Linked DNA regions of Mus musculus: regions 1 and 2 are each linked to region 3. A link is a contact called in public Hi-C data. All regions are on one chromosome and are shown on one strand. The core of a region is the stretch at or near the end of the contact, and the rest is flanking DNA. Distances in the headings are between cores, read along the strand shown. Region 1 has its middle 32 kb from the start of Ccdc93. Region 2 holds the start of 2210011K15Rik (a long non-coding RNA gene). Region 3 overlaps 2610027F03Rik (a long non-coding RNA gene).

Region 1 (2,799 bases), core at 38-2,537, 640 kb before region 3:
AATCCTGTCAAGTGTGTGGAAGAAGCCAAGCTATAAACAACATATGGGAAACAATGAATATTTTAATTAGGTGTTAATAACCGAATATTGAATCCTTGTCTTTCTACCTAATTCACAACAGTGTTATGATGGCTAATTAATAAGTGATTGTAAAGGAAATGATTCATTATTTGCTGCAATAATTAGACCAGTTGACATGCTTCTAATCGTGAAATGATTTTTAAAAGTAAATGGATACAGAGCAAGTTAGTTTTCTGTAGTTACAGGAACCCCACAGTGCCTGTTTGAGGTGATTTTTATTGCCACTTTACATCGTTTGGGTACCAGCAACGATTCGTTGCATCATTTCCTTCTCGAGATAGAATCAGGTGTGAGTATTGTCTTAACAGATAGCCTGTCACATACACTTGAAATTATGTATATAAGAGGAAACAAGAAAGCCTGCTTTCATGGGGGAACTTTTTGGAAAGATATCAACCATTGAGCAAATCAAAACAAAACCCTAGCCCAGAAGAGAGAGAGAGAAAAAAAATCCTCTCTCCAGAGTCCCCCATCTCTAGCGTCTGATTCTCATATATAAAAATAAAACTAAAAAGCAAGTATATAATCCCAAACTCCTCCCCCTCATTCCAGATTTCAATCCTCTTTGAAGTGCCTCATGTCCTCAGGACATAATGAAATGCCTTGCACTGGAAGGAAGCCACACAGATACATTTCAAGACCCCTCCCTTCTCTCTGCTAGTGGCAGAGCTAATGCAGTTTACTTATTAGATGAGTCGCCATGGATACTGATAGACTCAAGCCAAGTCTACCCCACTGAGGGGAATTGGAGAGTTGAGGCAATTAGCCTCATAATTTAAATAAACAAAGTTCCCCTCGTTTTTGTTTCGGTTACCTGATTTTTTTTTTCAAATGAATGTCTAATTTTAGTTTTGAATTATTAGAGGTGGTTCTCGCCTCGGGTCTCTTGTTAAATTAGCTGGCAGAGATCTGGATTCCTCTACCCCAAGCGAATGAGCTTCCTGAGCCTCCTGCTTTATCATTCCCAAGCCTTCCTAGCCGGCATTTTGGGAAACAATGTGAATAACTGCAATCCGGGATGAACAGACTCTGCAAGACCATGCAGATCTAGAAACGGTTGCTTGGAGAGACAAGATCCTTTAATCTGACGAAGACATTCATAAACCCATGTCCTTCCTGACCCTCTGGTCTCCAGCCTGTTGTGCTCAGACCACATGTTTCTACCCTGGTCTTAGGCCAAGCCACAGACTACAGAGACACTTCCAACTGGGGATTTTAGGGCTGGTCTTGGCTGCTTCTTGCAATCCCATTTTTCTTCCCAGGCCGTGTCCCACCCTTGCCAGTATGGACGCCTTCATCGGGCTTTCTGCTGAGACAGAGGAGTCTAAAACACAGCTATCACTCCCAAGTAACAAGGCTTCACATGTAAGTCACTACCCACATCCGTCATCTCCATTATTTAGTACTCCTTGTCCTCATCCTGGATGGGACTAGCTACAGCAGGAGTCCTGATGAGTGTGAACTGTGTTGTTTTGCTTTGTGCATACGTATGTGTGTGTGTGTGTGCACGCATAAATGTGCATGTTGAAAAACATACGAGCGCCTCCTTTGTTGTTCGTGAGATGATATTCCCCTTGTTATTCTGAGGCAGGGGTTCTGCTCTGGAGCTGCTCTGGAGTTATCCAAGTAGGCAGGGATCTGCTGGTCTTTGCCTCCCCAGGGCTGGGATCACAAGTGCACACAACCTTCCATGCTTGTATTTTGTTTGTTTGTTTGTTTGTTTGTTTTGCATCCTTTGTTTCTTTGTGCTGTTTTATTTTGTCTGTTTTGTTTTGCATGGGTTCTGGGGTTCTAACTCAGGTCCTGCTGCTTGTAAGGCAAGCCCTTTAGTGGAATCAATCATCACACTGGGGCTTCCATGTTGCTCCTGCTGTGCATTGGCATGAGAGTCTCTCCTTCACTCTCGCCACTCCCTAACACAGAGCTTGCTCAGGGTGACTCAGCATTGAGAGTTTTCTGGCCATTCATCACTGACAACCTATATCCTTCGTCTTTTTCCTTTTCTCTCTTCTATTTAAGATTTTAAATTTTATATAGTGCGAGGATAGGTGAGGTATGTTTGCCTGTGTGGGATGGTCCAAGGACAACTTGTAGACGTTGGTTCTCACCTTGGGCTTTGCAACAAATGCTTATTCACTGAGCTTTCACTGGCTTCTTCTCATCCTAGCTTTTTAGATTCTCCTCCTGGAAGGAGAGGCTGTGATGTAGGCAGAGGCTGTATCCCTTAGGACTGGACGGTGTGGTGTCCAATAGTGGTAGGGCTCTAGCTAGAAGTCGATCTTGGCATCTTATTGGCATGAATTTGACTCACCCTTAACTTTCATATTTCTTACCCTTCCTGAACTTCATTTTTTTTTTTTTTTTTTGGTTAGGTACTAGATTGATATGTCTGGAAGAGGCAGAGTAGTTATTGGAAATAACTTACACAGGGTACCTCATAAGAGCTTTACTAAGATAGTTTTTATATATTACTTATTAGATTTAATATTTATATAATCATCTTAAATATTTATTTTTATTTTATGTATGTGATGTTTTGCCTGAATATACGTCTATGCATCACATTCATACAGTGTCCTCAGAGACTAGAAGAGGGCATCGGGCACCCTGAAACTGGAGTTGCAGTTCCTGTTAGCCACATGTGCATACTGGCATTTGAATCCAAACTCTCTAGAGGAGCAGCCAGTGTTCTTAATCACGGATACATCTCTCCAGCCT
Region 2 (2,734 bases), core at 2-2,501, 600 kb before region 3:
GATGACTGAGTGCAATTGTGCTTTTAATCTGAGGCAAATCTGCTGGTGTTCTCAACAGAGCAGCCGTAGGCATGTTCCTGCTGGCGATTTAGATGGGATCTTTTCCCTACTTGTTGTTTTTGGACTTTGTGTTCTATCCCCAAGGGATATTTACACTACATTTGGCATAAAATTCATACTACAGCTTTATGTTTTATAGTATGAAAAAGAAAGCTTTGGAGATTATTATGATGTAGTTATTTCTTTTGAGCATCACATGGTTATAGTCCTCATAGAGACAAGATTGCTATAGGAACTACAGGGGACCTTGCTCTGCTTCCAGTCTAGACAGGGGAATAAGAAAGACAATAAACATGCAGATAGCTAGAGCATAGTCATGTGCTGAGACTAGCAACATTCACTCATGGTTCATAGGTGGAGGAGAGAGGGTTCCTAGACTTTCATCCAAGATCCTACCCACCACCCTCACCTGTCACCTGGTCTGGGAGAAGCAATAGAGTATATAGGAAGTAAAAGGGAGATGGGGAGAGGAACTCCAGAGATGCTATTGCCATGCGTCATCCCTCCTGCTCCTGTCAGCAGCCTCTGACTCACGGATTCACCAGGAGTGAGCTCATTGGCTCATCAGGCTGGGCTGATACGAAATTGTGTCTGTGGTCTGTTATTCCCCTGCCAGGGGTGAATGTCCCTCACGGAGATTCTTAGCATTAAGAACATCACTAAGAGTACAGACAGCTTTGCACACAAGTCAATAGTGTGTGCGTATGACTGTGTGTGTGTGTGAGTGTGTGAGTGTGTGCATGTGTGTGTGTGTGAGTGTGTGTGAGAGTGAGTGTGTGTGTGTGTGTATGAGTGTGTGTGTGTGCATGTGTGTGAGTCTGAGTCTTAAGGTGGAAGTTTATAAGCCAAGCCTTCCTGATGGTTTTCTCTGCCTGGGTCTTGCATGTGGATGGATACACACTCCCTCAGCTTCATTCTCTGGCTATTTACTGCCTCTACCTCCATTATGGACTCTCCCAATGGGACTGTAAGCCAAAATACGCACTTTTTTACTCCTATAAAGTTACTCTGATCATGGAATTTTATTGCAGTGACAAAAAAAAAAAAAAAAAAAAAGACTGCAGAGCCCTTTCCTGCTATGGCGCCATGCCTTGCCCTGTTGCACTTACTAGACCAGCTTGCTTATATGGTTTCCGAGATAAAGAAAGTTCACCCCAGCTGGTTTTGCAGAACTCCCAACACTCCTGTATCATGGAGGCCGAACCATGACAATGCCTGGCAGAGTCCAAAGACGATGAGTGTTGGTAGCTTCCTCGCATCTGATTTCTAAGTCTGTAAATTCACATCTGAGATAAAAGAAATGCAAGGGCCTAACTCCCGAGCTCTGGGTTTGCTTTCCTCTAGGGTGTGGCTCCAATGCCAGAAGCTGAAGGGCTGAGGAGACTGCTCATCCAGTAGAGGTGCTGGCTGCCGGGCCGGTGGACCGAGCTTGATCCTTGGGACCTAGATGGTAAGTGAGAGCACTGACTCTGACATAATGTCGTTGGACGGTCACACACAGTATGGAACCTCTGCATTCCCCTACAATGAAATCAGTAAATGTTAACTGTTCTTCAGACGTAAGAAGACGAGCCTTAGACGTGATATTTTCATCAGCACGATCTAACGCGAACGATTGAAGGCTGAGACTTGTGCTGGTCATTCTGCTCGCCTCTGCAGCCACACCCAACCAGAAGCAACTCCGAGGAGCAGTGGCAGCAGAAGGGGTGGCAGGGGCAGCAGGGGCAGCAGGGGCAGGAGGGGAAGATGGAGGGGCAGCAAGGGCGGGAGGGGCAGGAGTAGCAGGAGTGGCAGCAGGGGCAGGAGGGGCAGCAAGGGCAGGAGGATCAGGAGGTGCAGGAGGGGCAGGAGGGGCATCAGGGGCTGGAGGGGCAGCAAGGGCAGGAGGGGCAGAAGGGGCAGCAGGGGTGGGAGGGGCATCAGGGGCATCAGGGGCAACAGGGGCAGCAGGAGGGGCAACAAGGGCGGGAGGGGCAGCAGGGGCAGGAGGGGCAGGAGGGGCAGGAGGGGCAGCAGGTGCGGGAGGGACGGGAGGGACAGCAAGGGCAGCAAGGGCGGGAGGGGCAGGAGGGGCAGCAGGGGCAGCAGTTGCGGGAGGGGCAGCAGGGGCAGGAGGGGCAGGAGGGGCAGCAAGGGCAGCAAGGGCGGGAGGGGCAGGAGGGGCAGCAGGGGCAGGAGGGACAGGAGGGGCAGCTGGGGCAGGAGGGACAGGAGGGGCAGCAGGGGCAGGAGGGACAGGAGGGGCAGCTGGGGCAGCAGGGGCAGGAGGGGCAGCAAGGGCAGCAAGGGCGGGAGGGGCAGGAGGGGCAGGAGGGACAGCAGGGGCGGGAGGGGCAGCAGGGGGGCAGCAGGGGCAGGAGGGGCAACAAGGGCGGGAGGGGCAGCAGGGGCAGGAGGGGCAGGAGGGGCAGGAGGGGCAGCAGGTGCGGGAGGGACGGGAGGGACAGCAAGGGCAGCAAGGGCGGGAGGGGCAGGAGGGGCAGCAGGGGCAGCAGTTGCGGGAGGGGCAGCAGGGGCAGGAGGGGCAGGAGGGGCAGCAAGGGCAGCAAGGGCGGGAGGGGCAGGAGGGGCAGCAGGGGCAGGAGGGACAGGAGGGGCAGCTGGGGCAGCAGGGGCAGGAGGGGCAGCAAGGGCAGCAAAGGCGGGAGGGGCAGGAGGGGAAGGAGGGACAGCA
Region 3 (2,841 bases), core at 211-2,710:
GTAGGGGAGAAAAAAAGAAAGAAGAAGGGAAGAGAATGGAGAGGGAAAAGATGAATGAACTAAAGTATTATGTTATATGATATATATGTGTTAAAATATTAAATGCATTTGTCAGCTCATGTGCTCAAAACCATTTGACTATTGCACCATAGATTCTTATTCACAAATCTGATATTATTCATTCATTTATTCATTTACTCAATCTCAAATATGGATATGCAGTTACTATTCTGGGTGTGGGGCCTACAGATCTGAAGAAACCAGACAGAGCCTTGATCATCTCATAGCTACCATTTAACTAACTACTCAGCATCCTGGTTTGACTGGTGTTTCTGCACGTGGGTGAGAGACTGAAGGCAAGTTCACTCTAAACCCAAGAAGACTGCCTGAGGCTTGGCCTCATGGGAAGTGAGCTGACTCATTCATTTCTGTAAGTAGCAGGCCAGATTCCCAGAAGCTGGGCGGCCAGGGTCACACGATACTGTGAAGTGTCAGGCTGATGAGATAACACTTGCCACACAAGTGTGAGGCGCTGCATTCAGATCCCCTCGCCCATATGAAAAGTTGGGCTTGGAGTTACCTGCCTACACTCCCAGCACTTGATAGGCAGAGGCAAAGGATGACTGGGTCTCCCAGTCAGCCAGTCTGGACAAATCTCTGAGCTCCAGGTTTAGGGTGAGACCCTATCTCAACAAATAAGGTGGAGAGAAATTGAGGAAGATGTCTGGCATTGACCTCTGACCTTCATAAATGTGCACACACACACACACACACACACACACACACATACACACCCCTTTGAGCTTCTTTGCAGCTATCACTGCAGCTGGATGCTTTGTTCCTGAGGATCCCGACCCAGTTCCTGGAGCCAGCAGGAGCATAGTTTCCTCCAGGCCCCCGTGGTATTCTTACCGGCCATACTGGGGATTACACAGCCTTGAACTGACTCCCCGACAGCTTGCCTTAAAGTTGAGTCTATCCCAAAACGCTTGGCTCCAGCTCCACCTCATGACTTTTTCTAGCTGACGGATATGTTTCCAGCACAAGAGAGGTGCTGACAGCTCTTGTCATCTCTGGGGACTCAGACCTTCGCCAATATTCTGTCCCTCCCTGCTCTGAGACAGACTTCATGTCCCAGTGCCCATTAATATAAAACAAAACAAAAGGCCAGCTGGGCCTTCCAATGTTGCACAGCCTCCCTCCCTTTCTTCTTGATCTTCCACAAGCATCAGGACCTAGACTGGAGTCCCTGGGGATCAGTACCAGGCAGGTTGTGGGAACCAAAAAAGCATCTGCATGAGGGTAGGGAGATGGCTCTTTCAGTGATGTACTTACCATGCAAGACCTCTGTTTACATCTCCAGCACCCTCGTTAAAAAGCCAAGTATGGTAGTAGATGCTTATACGAGGGAGGCAGAAACAGGCCAGCCAGCCTAGCTGAATCAGAGAGCTACAGGTCCTTAAGAAACCCAGTCTCAAAGGTGGACAGTGCCTGGAAGGAGAGGACAGCTAAGGCTGTCCTCTGGCTTCTACATAAACATGTGGACACACACATACAGACAGACACACGTACACACACACACATACACACATTCTCTTTCAGGGTTATTGAAGAGACCCAAATTTCCCTTGGATTTCCCTGCTCAGCCCCTCCTCAGAATCAGTCCTCAGTCTTGAAAGGAATGCAGAGGACAGAAGGGTGACTCAGAAGATGGTGGCCTAGTCATCTGCTTCCCATTGTGGACTGCATTTTTCACATGTTACTGGGTGAAGTTAGCAACTGCTAGAAATAGAACAGAGAGATAAAGGGGGAAGAAGGGGGAGAATCTCAAGTTCTCTGGAGAAATCGGCCTGGATTCAGGACTTTGGTGTTACGGGGAAAGTCATCCTGCTTTGAACAGCTCTTTCTGACTCACATGTTGGCAAAGAATGTGCCGACCAGATAACTCCCTCCCCTCCCCCCGCCTGAAGCTGCGCTGCTGAAATCTGAACTCGTTCTAGTCGTCCTTGCTGACTTGTGAAAGAGATCTCTCTATATTCATTTGGGCTCACGCGTGTCACATGATCCCAATACATTCCAAATGCTAGGCTACAAGATTACTACTTAACCAAGGACAAACCAACAGGAATTTTAATCAAGACAATATCCAATAATGAATAAAGATGGAATGTTTTTTGGAGGAGATCCAGGATACACATTTGGGAATTTTTAATCTTGCTCGTCTTTGAATCTGGCAGAAATATTTTAAACTTTTCTGACCATGCCACTGCAGGCTGGATCCAGAAACCAGCTCTATCTAAGGTATTGAAGTATTTCATCTGCTCAGACATCGAATTTTCCAAACCCAAGCCAGTAATTGATACCAGATTAACTCAAATATGAATCAGCAGTCAAGTTCCTTTAAGTGCAATGTTTAAGATGAATTATTTTATGATACAAAAGATAAAAACCATCAAGATGATAGTGATCAGAACCTGACAGGAATGGCTGTGTCTTAGAAGTACTTTCCTTTGTTGTTTGTGTTCAGGACTGGCTTATCTGTGATAGTCCATCTGATTACTTAATTAAACCAAACTCAGTTATTGGAGGCCAAGTACTAAAGGGTGTTTGCCAGGCATGGTAGCACACGCCTGTAAGCTCAGGATTTAGCAGGCTGGAGGAAGAGGGTAATCATAGCCTGGGACAGTGTGAGAGTCGGGATCAGAAATGACAAATACTTCTGAATTGACACTAAACATACAGGATGCCTTTTAATAATTATTATTATAATAATTATAATCAGACCTGGAGAGATGGGTCTGTGGGTAAAGTGCTTGTCAAGGACCCACACTTGAATCCCTG

What was found. Hi-C and Micro-C count contacts between places; a contact is called where the count stands out from the background.
Region 1: a contact with region 3 is called in a Hi-C map of embryonic fibroblasts, with 5 times the contacts expected there. The contact joins two enhancer-like sites. A contact is called at or near these places in 3 of 484 Hi-C or Micro-C datasets (adipose-derived mesenchymal stem cells, embryonic fibroblasts and uterus) and 2 of 115 datasets of contacts at active chromatin or transcription factors (the NIH/3T3 cell line and vascular smooth muscle cells).
Region 2: a contact with region 3 is called in a Hi-C map of muscle stem cells, with 2.5 times the contacts expected there. The contact joins the promoter of 2210011K15Rik here to the enhancer-like site in region 3. A contact is called at or near these places in 1 of 484 Hi-C or Micro-C datasets (muscle stem cells) and 4 of 115 datasets of contacts at active chromatin or transcription factors (the NIH/3T3 cell line, embryonic fibroblasts, embryonic stem cells and 1 more).

The regions. Positions count from the first base shown.
Region 1 is chr1:121,397,614-121,400,412 of GRCm38.p6, reverse strand. No RefSeq gene overlaps it. Among named protein-coding and RNA genes, the nearest start is that of Ccdc93, 32 kb to the left of the region's middle. Within about 2 kb of position 1,287, at least 50 of the 459 cell types and tissues checked have an H3K27ac peak or open chromatin away from gene starts, as enhancers often do. A contact at or near this core is called in the NIH/3T3 cell line, embryonic fibroblasts and uterus, where this site is marked.
Region 2 is chr1:121,358,588-121,361,321 of GRCm38.p6, reverse strand. 2210011K15Rik (a long non-coding RNA gene) reads left to right here and starts at 1,251. Exons shown (of 3, transcript XR_003947976.1): 1 at 1,251-1,300; 2 at 1,405-1,510.
Region 3 is chr1:120,756,565-120,759,405 of GRCm38.p6, reverse strand. The region is part of intron 2 of 2610027F03Rik (a long non-coding RNA gene); the gene reads right to left. Among named protein-coding and RNA genes, the nearest start is that of Gm29345, 48 kb to the left of the region's middle. Within about 2 kb of position 1,460, at least 87 of the 459 cell types and tissues checked have an H3K27ac peak or open chromatin away from gene starts, as enhancers often do. A contact at or near this core is called in the NIH/3T3 cell line, embryonic fibroblasts, muscle stem cells and 2 more, where this site is marked.